Regions from separate parts of the Mus musculus genome. Here region 2 is linked to region 1. The links are chromatin contacts, called in public Hi-C maps. All regions are on one chromosome and are shown on one strand. Each heading gives the region's core, a stretch centred on a gene start, on an enhancer-like site or on the middle of the called end of the contact. The rest is flanking DNA. Distances are from core to core; before and after follow the strand shown.

Region 1 (4,107 bases), core at 1,132-3,631:
GTTACAGAGACAAAGTTTGGAGCTGAGACGAAAGGATGGACCATCTAGAGACTGCCATATCCAGGGATCCACCCCATAATCAGCTTCCAAACGCTGACACCATTCCATACACTAGCAAGATTTTGTTGAAAGGACCCAGATGTAGCTGTCTCTTGTGAGACTATGCCGGGGCCTAGCAAACACAGAAGTGGATGCTCACAGTCAGCTAATGGATGGATCACAGGGCTCCCAATGGAGGAGCTAGAGAAAGTACCCAAGGAGCTAAAGGGATCTGCAACCCTTTAGGTGGAACAACATTATGAACTAACCAGTACCCCGGAGCTCTTGACTCTAGCTGCATATGTATCAAAAGATGGCCTAGTCGGCCATCACTGGAAAGAGAGGCCCATTGGACACGCAAACTGTATATGCCCCAGTACAGGGGAACGCCAGGGCCAAAAAAATGGGAATGGGTGGGTAGGGAAGTGGGGGGGAGGGTATGGGGGACTTTTGTGATAGCATTGGAAATGTAATTGAGGAAAATATGTAATAAAAAATATTTAAAAAAAAGAAAAGAAAAGGCCTGCTTGCCTATTTTAGAAAAAAGAAAAAAACTTGTATTGATTCTTTGTGGATTTCACACCACACACTCCAACGCACTCATCTTCCCATGCCTTTGTATCCACCCTCTGCCCTTTCAGCTTACACCTCCACCTGAATGCCTGCCACCAACAGAAAATAAAATAAGATAGAAAAAAAATCTTGTCACGGAAGCTGTAGTGTGTCACAGTTTGTCCCACAGTATACCCTTTGTCCAGACTTCTTTACGTGCAAATGTTCATTGCAGTGAGCCATTGGTCTGGTTCAAGGTCTCTGGTTTCTACTACACTATCAATACTGGATGCTCACTCAATACCCTGTTGTTGTTCTGTGTAATGGTGATCCTGCAGCTTTGGATCTGTAGGATCAGGCCCTTCACGTGCTCCAGCAGTTCATAGACAGATCAGATGTTGGTGTGGGTCAACTCAATGCCCTGAATCTGGGCCCTACCTGGGCCTGAGAGGTAGCTGAGTTGGTCAGCCTGCCAGCTCTCCTGTGCCTGCAAAGTCAGGGTGAGTGTTGTGGATGAGCCTGGTGCAGTTTGTATGCTAATTCCACTCTCCTGGGAGGGGCTTCGGATAAGGAGTGAGTCACATGTATTCAGAAGACTTCTTGTGAACCAATCCCCTAACGAGTGAAGGAGCCAATCACTGGGTGAATAGGAGGGACCTCCGGGTTGGACGGAGGAAGAGAGGAAGGAGAGAGGTCCTTTTTGACAGGGATAGCGTGAGGACAAGATGTAATTATGAGTGTCTCCCAGTTTCAGTGGTCGATCCGTCAGGATTCGCCACTGGAGGATTTTGATTTAATAAGGCTTACTTATTGATTAGGATTTGAGTTTTGTACCCAGCAAAACGATTTACCATGGTTTCTGAGCTAAGTCTGTGTGGCATTTTCCTTCACGTGGCTGTTCGACTGAGTTCAAGAGAGAAAGGTATGGTGGCAGAGTGTGGGTTTACCAGGTGTGCACCACAAAGGCTGGGGAGGGGTGGGGGGCATTGCCGGCCAGTGCATGGCCAGCAGGCTGCCGAAGCAGAGAGTTACCGGCACAAGCGCTGGAACGAGCCATTTCATTTTTAATATTTTCTGCAACAGGTGAGTGCTACAGCATTGCTCTGGCTAGCTCACCCAGAGCCACAGCCTACAAGAAGGGTCAGCTCTCCTGCTTTCATACCTTTGGGCCCGCTCACCCATATCTTCTCCACTAGGACTAGCCCTAGTGTGCTGCCCAAGTGAAGTGCAGGGCTCATTCTCCTGAGTGTTGCAGCCAGGAAAAGGCAGGACCAACTCACCTGCCTGCCACAGGCCCTGAGGGGTGAGGTGAGGGAAAGAGAGCATCTCTCGCTTACTTACACCACTCCACAGGAGATGAGGGTGGGGCCAGCTTTCCAACACTCATGCCCTCAGGTTGGACCATGTGCACTGCTGCCACCAGGGACAGCTCAATTCTTCTGACCAGTCAAGCTTTCTCTAAGGGACAGTTAGTGAGGGGTCCTGCTTGCCTATTTTTACGTTTTGCTGGAGTCCTCAGCAAAAAAGAACTCAAGATGAAGCTTGGCAAGCAAATCTGATAGACCTATATCAATTATAGTTTGGAATGCTTATCTCAATGTGAGGCAGAAAGAATTCTACATAACACAAATAGAACATGTATATAATTGAATAATCTAAACCTTTTTAAAAATTCTATTAATTTAATTATGTTAGCATTTCAAATATGATCTTTTTCATTATAATACAACAGCCACACTGAATGTTCTTAAAACAGGAAGTAGAGAAACCAACCATGATTTTTTCAGTTTCAAAGCGACCACCTGCAAGCTCACGTGATTTTTACTCTCCTCATCATGAGTCTCTCTCTCTCTCTCTCCCTCTCTCTCACACACACACACACACACATGATTTTATTTTATGTGTATTTCATTTGCCCATATGCATGTATGTATGTGTACCAGGTGCACACATGATGTCCTCAAAGGCCAGAAGAAGTCAGATCCCTATAACTGGACTTACAGATGGCTATGAGCTATTGTGTGGGTGTTGGGAAGTGAACTCCAATGCGCTACAAAAGCATCGAGTGTTCTTAATCACTAAGCCATGTATGTATGTGGCTAGAATGGAAAAAGAATTAAAAAGACTGATAAAGGTTTGTTATACCCCTTTAGTTGATAGGGTTTTTTTTTAAACCCCCCTGAAGTTGAAGCAGCAGAGGCTGGGACCACAGTGGTGGGTGGTGAAGGAAGGGAGTTTGCAGAGCAGACACTCATCACAGTGGCTGTGGGAAGTGACCAAAAAGCTGAACTTCACTTTCAGGCAGTGTCTCCAGTCAGCAAACCTTCTGCAAAAGACAGATAAGAGATGAGTCGCAGTGAGAGAATTTGGGGAATTCTCCAACAGCATCTTATACTGGTTGTCCACTGATCTCCATCTTGGACTAAATAAAAAAGCTTTAAGCTTAGAGGGAAAACTTCCTCTGATGTTTCCTCTACCAAGTCTGAAACTGAATGGAGAGAAAGTGGACAGGAGGAAGGAGGTGGGGGTGGGATACAGGGAAGGGCAAACGAAATATGAAAAGAACAGAAAGCACCATGGGCAGGCAGGAGTTTTCCCAGGGTTTGTATGTTTGTAAAATGCCGCTTACAGTCTGGATGAACAAGAGAATCAAGTGAAGATGAGGACATTTAACTTGGAGAAAAGAAACCTTAAGAACCAGGGTCTTCAAAAGTCAGAATGGAAGGCCATAAAGCGCTCATCTCCTAGTAAAATCAGACACATATCCAATTTTAGAGCAAACAATTGTCGTCTGGTCCGATTCTCCCTTGGGGTAGCCGGGGACCATTGCACACAAGACTGGACTAGAGGGTAAGGAGCTTAGCCCAGTGTGGAAGAGTGCAGTCAGGATCGTGGTTGGCTGCGAGTGCTTGAGCAAAGAACGCATACCTGGGAACAGCTTCAGAGAATGAGTTTGGTTCATTGAGAGAGCAAAGGCCATTTAAATCTTTTAGAGGGTGAGTAGGGGCTATAGGAGAGAGTGTATATCATTGGCTCTGGCCAGGGTGCTGGGCATGCCTCATTTGCATAGGGAGGGATTCCAGGTGCTGCTAGACATGACCTTATAAGGAGAAAGGAAGTTTAACCTGGCTATTGGCTAGGTGACCGCCTCTGATGAGGCAAAGATTACAAGCAACTGTGTTGCTTGTAATGGAGGATGCAGGCCCAGGGCAGGGGGGAAGCTATCTTACTCCTGCTGACCTTAGGATGAAATTTTGGGATTTACATACACCTCACCCCCAACTTTTGCTCCATTATAACCTTAGTGGGAACTTTCACCACAACATTGTTATGCACTGTACAGCTGTATTAAATGACATGGACTAGCATCTCCTTAAAGGTTGTTTTATTAAAGATTTATTTATTGATTGTATTATATGAGTACACTGTAGCTGTAGAGATGGTTGTGAGCCTTCATGTGGTTGTTGGGAATTAAATATTTTAGGACCTCTGCTCACTTTGGTTGGCCCCGCTTGC
Region 2 (4,107 bases), core at 1,198-3,697, 200 kb before region 1:
GGGTCCAGATGCAGTTGCTATCTTTCTTGGTATTTAGTTTAATTCACATTTTTCAAAGATGTAAACTACATAAGTAACATGTCTCTTGTACCAGTACCAGTTTGTTGTTTTTAACCTGAATATAAAACTTAATTTTTCTTTCTCCAGTGTCATGAGAATGGAACTGAAATTAGCACATCCTAACTAACACACATACAGGTCGGATTCTACCTTTAGACATTTTCTTTTGCCACAGAGGAACTTCAAATGACCTCTTGTTGGAGTGGAAGCATGGGACGTCATTCCAGAGCCTCATGTGAAGGGAAGCAGTGTTCGTGGATCTGACCTACTGGTTTCAAATTAAGAGTCATGCTTGACTTGCCGTTTCTCTTCTATGACAAGCGTCTGCCTTTTCTACAAATAGGGTATCAGAGGGCTGGCCTTGGAATGGATGTTCTTCGTGCCATGGCAGCGTGTAAGTACCCAAAGCAGATTCTCAGAGTTGGAAAGGGTCTTAGACGTCATCAGAGGCAACCCACCCCCACCCCCCCAGTCTTCCATTACACTCAATTTCACTTGCTGAGGCTTCAAGTTTTTGTGTTCAACCAAGGTCTGAAAATATTAAATGAAAAAAATCTTTCAAAGTAGAAATATGTAAGTTCAAATAATTTTTCCACAATATTTTATTGTAATGAATTGTAATAACTATCTCTTGCTCTGATTTATAATTATAAATCTCTTGCTGTGATATGTAATGTACACACACACACACACACACACACACACTGGGTGGGGGGGGGCATGTAAGGTTCGGTACTGCAGTGCTTTTTTAAAAAATACATTCCCTGTGGGTGAGAGAGATTATTGTCTAGCTGTCTCATCACAGGCCCCTCATAAGACCATAGCTTTTACAGTAGCAGCAGTTCTTAGACCTAGCCAACCAAGGGTTCCCAAGGTGTCACTCAACACTGCAGGACAGTGATCCCCTCCTATGTGAACGTAAGGAATATCTGGAATGGCAAGACAGAAGTTGCCATTTTCTTTTCAGCTGTGAACTGGAATTTTATCATCTCCTGGGTATCTTACACTTCTCAGAAAGAAAGTCCTGGTGAACATTTACATGCGTCTTTAACACAACTGAGGACTATTAAGCTAGGCGCAACAGTACAGCTCTGAAAACCCTTCACCTGGGAGGTAGAGGCAGGAATGTTGTACAGCCAAGGCCAGCCTGGTCTATGTAAAAATCTCCAGATCTGCTAGGGCTATATGGTGACCCATACAGCAGCAAAACTTGAAAAACTGAGTTCCTTGAAGCAAATAAAAGGAGCAGAAATAATACCTGTGTGCCCTGGAGAATACGACACCTACAGGTTAAATCAACAACTGCACTAGAGCCCAAGATTCTGAATCTATATAACTACTTCTACCCCTCTGCTGCCACGCCCAGGAGCCCTCCTCCTCAAACTGTTTTATATTTTCACAAGTACCTATTATATTTACTACCAATTCTTTGTTCTCTAGCATGTAAAATGGGCATATATGAATAATCAGTATAAGACAATGCAGTTAGAGCAAATCAGCCCTGCATAGCACAAAATAGTTAATTAACACATTCCTGTTCAATGAAAAGCTGACCACAGACCGTCCCCTAAGGTGTAACTCACTGCAAGATACCAGTATGGGCACAAGGTGTGACAGAAGCTAATAACTGCTTACTGAACATCCATTCTCTCTTTCAGTCTTAGACACCCTACTAACTTTGTCGGTGTCGGAATATTATCCAATTGAAAGTCTGTATCTTGACAGCCTCCCTTGAGTCTGTAAGTGACCATGTAATGAAGAATACAAACAAGCAATCTTTTGAAGGATGTAGTGAATGGTAGAAATAAATGTTAAACTCGTGGAGACTGCGTTTTGCTGCTACAGCTTTCTGAGCCAGAATCTTAAGCACCCCAAACAGTCTGAGTAGCTCACTGAGACTTCCTGTGCACCTGGTTCAATGCTGGAGCATCAGCAGTATTTTGCATATGACCAGCTACCCAGGTCACAGCAGCCAATCAGAAACAGAATTTCGGTTCCTTTCTGAAGCTTCTATCCTTCTCTAGCCTTGAGTTTCCTGAGATTTCTGAAGACAGATAAAATAAGGTTTCAGACATAAACTGCAGACAAAGGGCCAGCTGTGCGGTTGTCCAGCGGTGTGATCCTGAACAAACCAAAACACTGAAGTATCCGATGCCCGCAGACAGGGGCGGGGCCTGGCCGCGGCCGCGCGTGACCCTGCGGCGCCGAAAGGAGGCCCCCCCGCCCGGAGCCGGGGTTACCTGACATCGCTGCCTCCTCGTCGTGCACCGCGCTCGCTGGCAGTGTAGCCAGGGGCTGCAGCCAGAGCACCAGCCACCACAACCTAGGCAGCATCGCGGCCAGAGCGGCGGAAGTGGCGCAGCGGACCAAGAGCGGGAAAGCGGAGGGAGGGGATTGCAGGGGCGGAGCCGGCTGCGGCCCCGCCCTTCCGCGGTCCGCCGAGCGGCTCTCCCAGTGGCCTCCAGGGGGCGATCACCTGCCTTCCCGATTCTTGCTCCTGGGCCAGCTTGCAGAGTTGGCGGGCAGTTTAAAACACGCCGGAGCCCCGCGCAGGGTTCTCAGAGCACTGGTGCGGGCCACTCAGAAAGGCAGGCTCTTCACATGCACCCTCTCAGAAATAAGACCAGCAAGCCCCACTTAGACAAAAGCCTGACTTGTTTGTTTGTTTGTCCCTCCTTTCACCTCTTCCTTTTTTTTTTTTTAAGCAACAAGTTGAGAAATTTGGTGCTTAAATAATTTGTGTCTAAGCTCATGAACACAGTATCTTTCAAAAAAAAAAAAAAAACCCAAAAGGGTTATATAAGTTCACTATTAATAAAGTGTTACTTTAATAGAGATCTGGAGGCTGGAGAGATGGTCCAGTGCTTAGGAACACTTATCGCTCTTCCAGAGAACCCATGTTTCCCAGCGTGCACATGGCAGCAGCCCCAAACATATGTAACTACAGTTTCATGGAATCAACTGCCCTCTTCTGAATTCTGCAGACATATGGTACACAGACATACACACAAGCTAAACACCCATACACTTAAATTAAAAAATAAGCCTTCTTTTAAAAATGAGATTGTATTTTTAAAAATTCAAAGATATAGTGAGTGTTCTAAACATAACCAACCTGGCAGAGATGATAGCTCTCTAAAGTCAGCCTATTGAGACAGAAGACTCCAAGAAACTGGAATGCTGCACAGTAAACCACTCTGGGGAGCAGAGAAAGCCACCACCAACCACAAGAGAATAGTCTGTCCTAGAAAGAGACTCACAGTTTCTGAGCCCTATGGTTTATTGATGATCAGGATAATTCTGTGTTAAGAGCAAGCCTTCTTTGGTCTCTGGAAACCTTTCAGTGTGACTTACTATTTCATACTTGAAGTAGGGCAGAAGAGTGTGGTGGTAGTGGACTGTAATCCCACCATTTGAGAAACAGAGTTAATGATGGGTAAGGTGAGCCTAAGTGGCATAGGGGATCCAAGGCTAGTCTGGCTACATGAGACCTAATTTAACCTTCCTCTGATCCCCATCCCTGCCCCACCACACACACAAAGCTAGAGTAAGAAGTTGTGTTCTTTTCTCTAATTCCAGTCTTCCACTAACAGCACTAAGCTCGATATAATAGAAATCTTTTTTTTTTAATAACTCAGCTTCAATTTTTTTTAATGGTCTAAATAGGAAAGAATGTCTCTGAGTTATCTAAAGGAGGCTTTCACCAAATGCCCCGTATATGTGTATACCTAGTATGTGGCTGTAAAAGCTCAGAGTTTTTTTTTTTAAGGAAATTATTAGGGGCTGATTTTTAAAAATAAACCTTCATTATTGGAATCTGTCCTTTATCATTTTTTTTCCCTGGATCCCCTTGGTATGCCTCTTGCAAAGCAACTTTTTGCTCCAATTCTGTTCAAACTGGTTTGGTTAATTTGGGATAATGCTAAGGAAAGCAACTGAAAGAAACATATCACCAAATGACTAATGTACTTTCTTAAAGCTGTCTTCAATAGATAGAGAACAAGCAGAGACATATGTTTGCAGCGCTGATCAAAAAACAAAACAAAA

The links. Hi-C and Micro-C count contacts between places; a contact is called where the count stands out from the background.
Region 2: a Hi-C map of pre-B cells shows a contact between it and region 1, with 4 times the contacts expected there. The contact joins the promoter of Nemp2 here to the enhancer-like site in region 1. A contact is called at or near these places in 6 of 39 promoter capture datasets (the C10 cell line, the HPC-7 cell line, cranial neural crest and 3 more), 1 of 15 datasets of contacts at CTCF or cohesin (pro-B cells), 7 of 484 Hi-C or Micro-C datasets (the HL-1 cell line, the N1E-115 cell line, bone marrow-derived macrophages and 4 more), 13 of 115 datasets of contacts at active chromatin or transcription factors (bone marrow-derived macrophages, cardiomyocytes, embryonic forebrain and 5 more) and 2 of 9 other capture datasets (liver and pancreatic islet).

The regions. Positions count from the first base shown.
Region 1 is chr1:52,429,110-52,433,216 of GRCm38.p6, reverse strand. No RefSeq gene overlaps it. Among named protein-coding and RNA genes, the nearest start is that of Gm23460, 13 kb to the left of the region's middle. Within about 2 kb of position 2,381, at least 44 of the 459 cell types and tissues checked have an H3K27ac peak or open chromatin away from gene starts, as enhancers often do. A contact at or near this core is called in the N1E-115 cell line, hematopoietic stem and progenitor cells, pre-B cells and 1 more, where this site is marked.
Region 2 is chr1:52,629,045-52,633,151 of GRCm38.p6, reverse strand. Nemp2 (nuclear envelope integral membrane protein 2) reads right to left here and starts at 2,447. Exons shown (of 9, transcript NM_001142647.1): 1 at 2,301-2,447. The coding sequence starts at 2,394.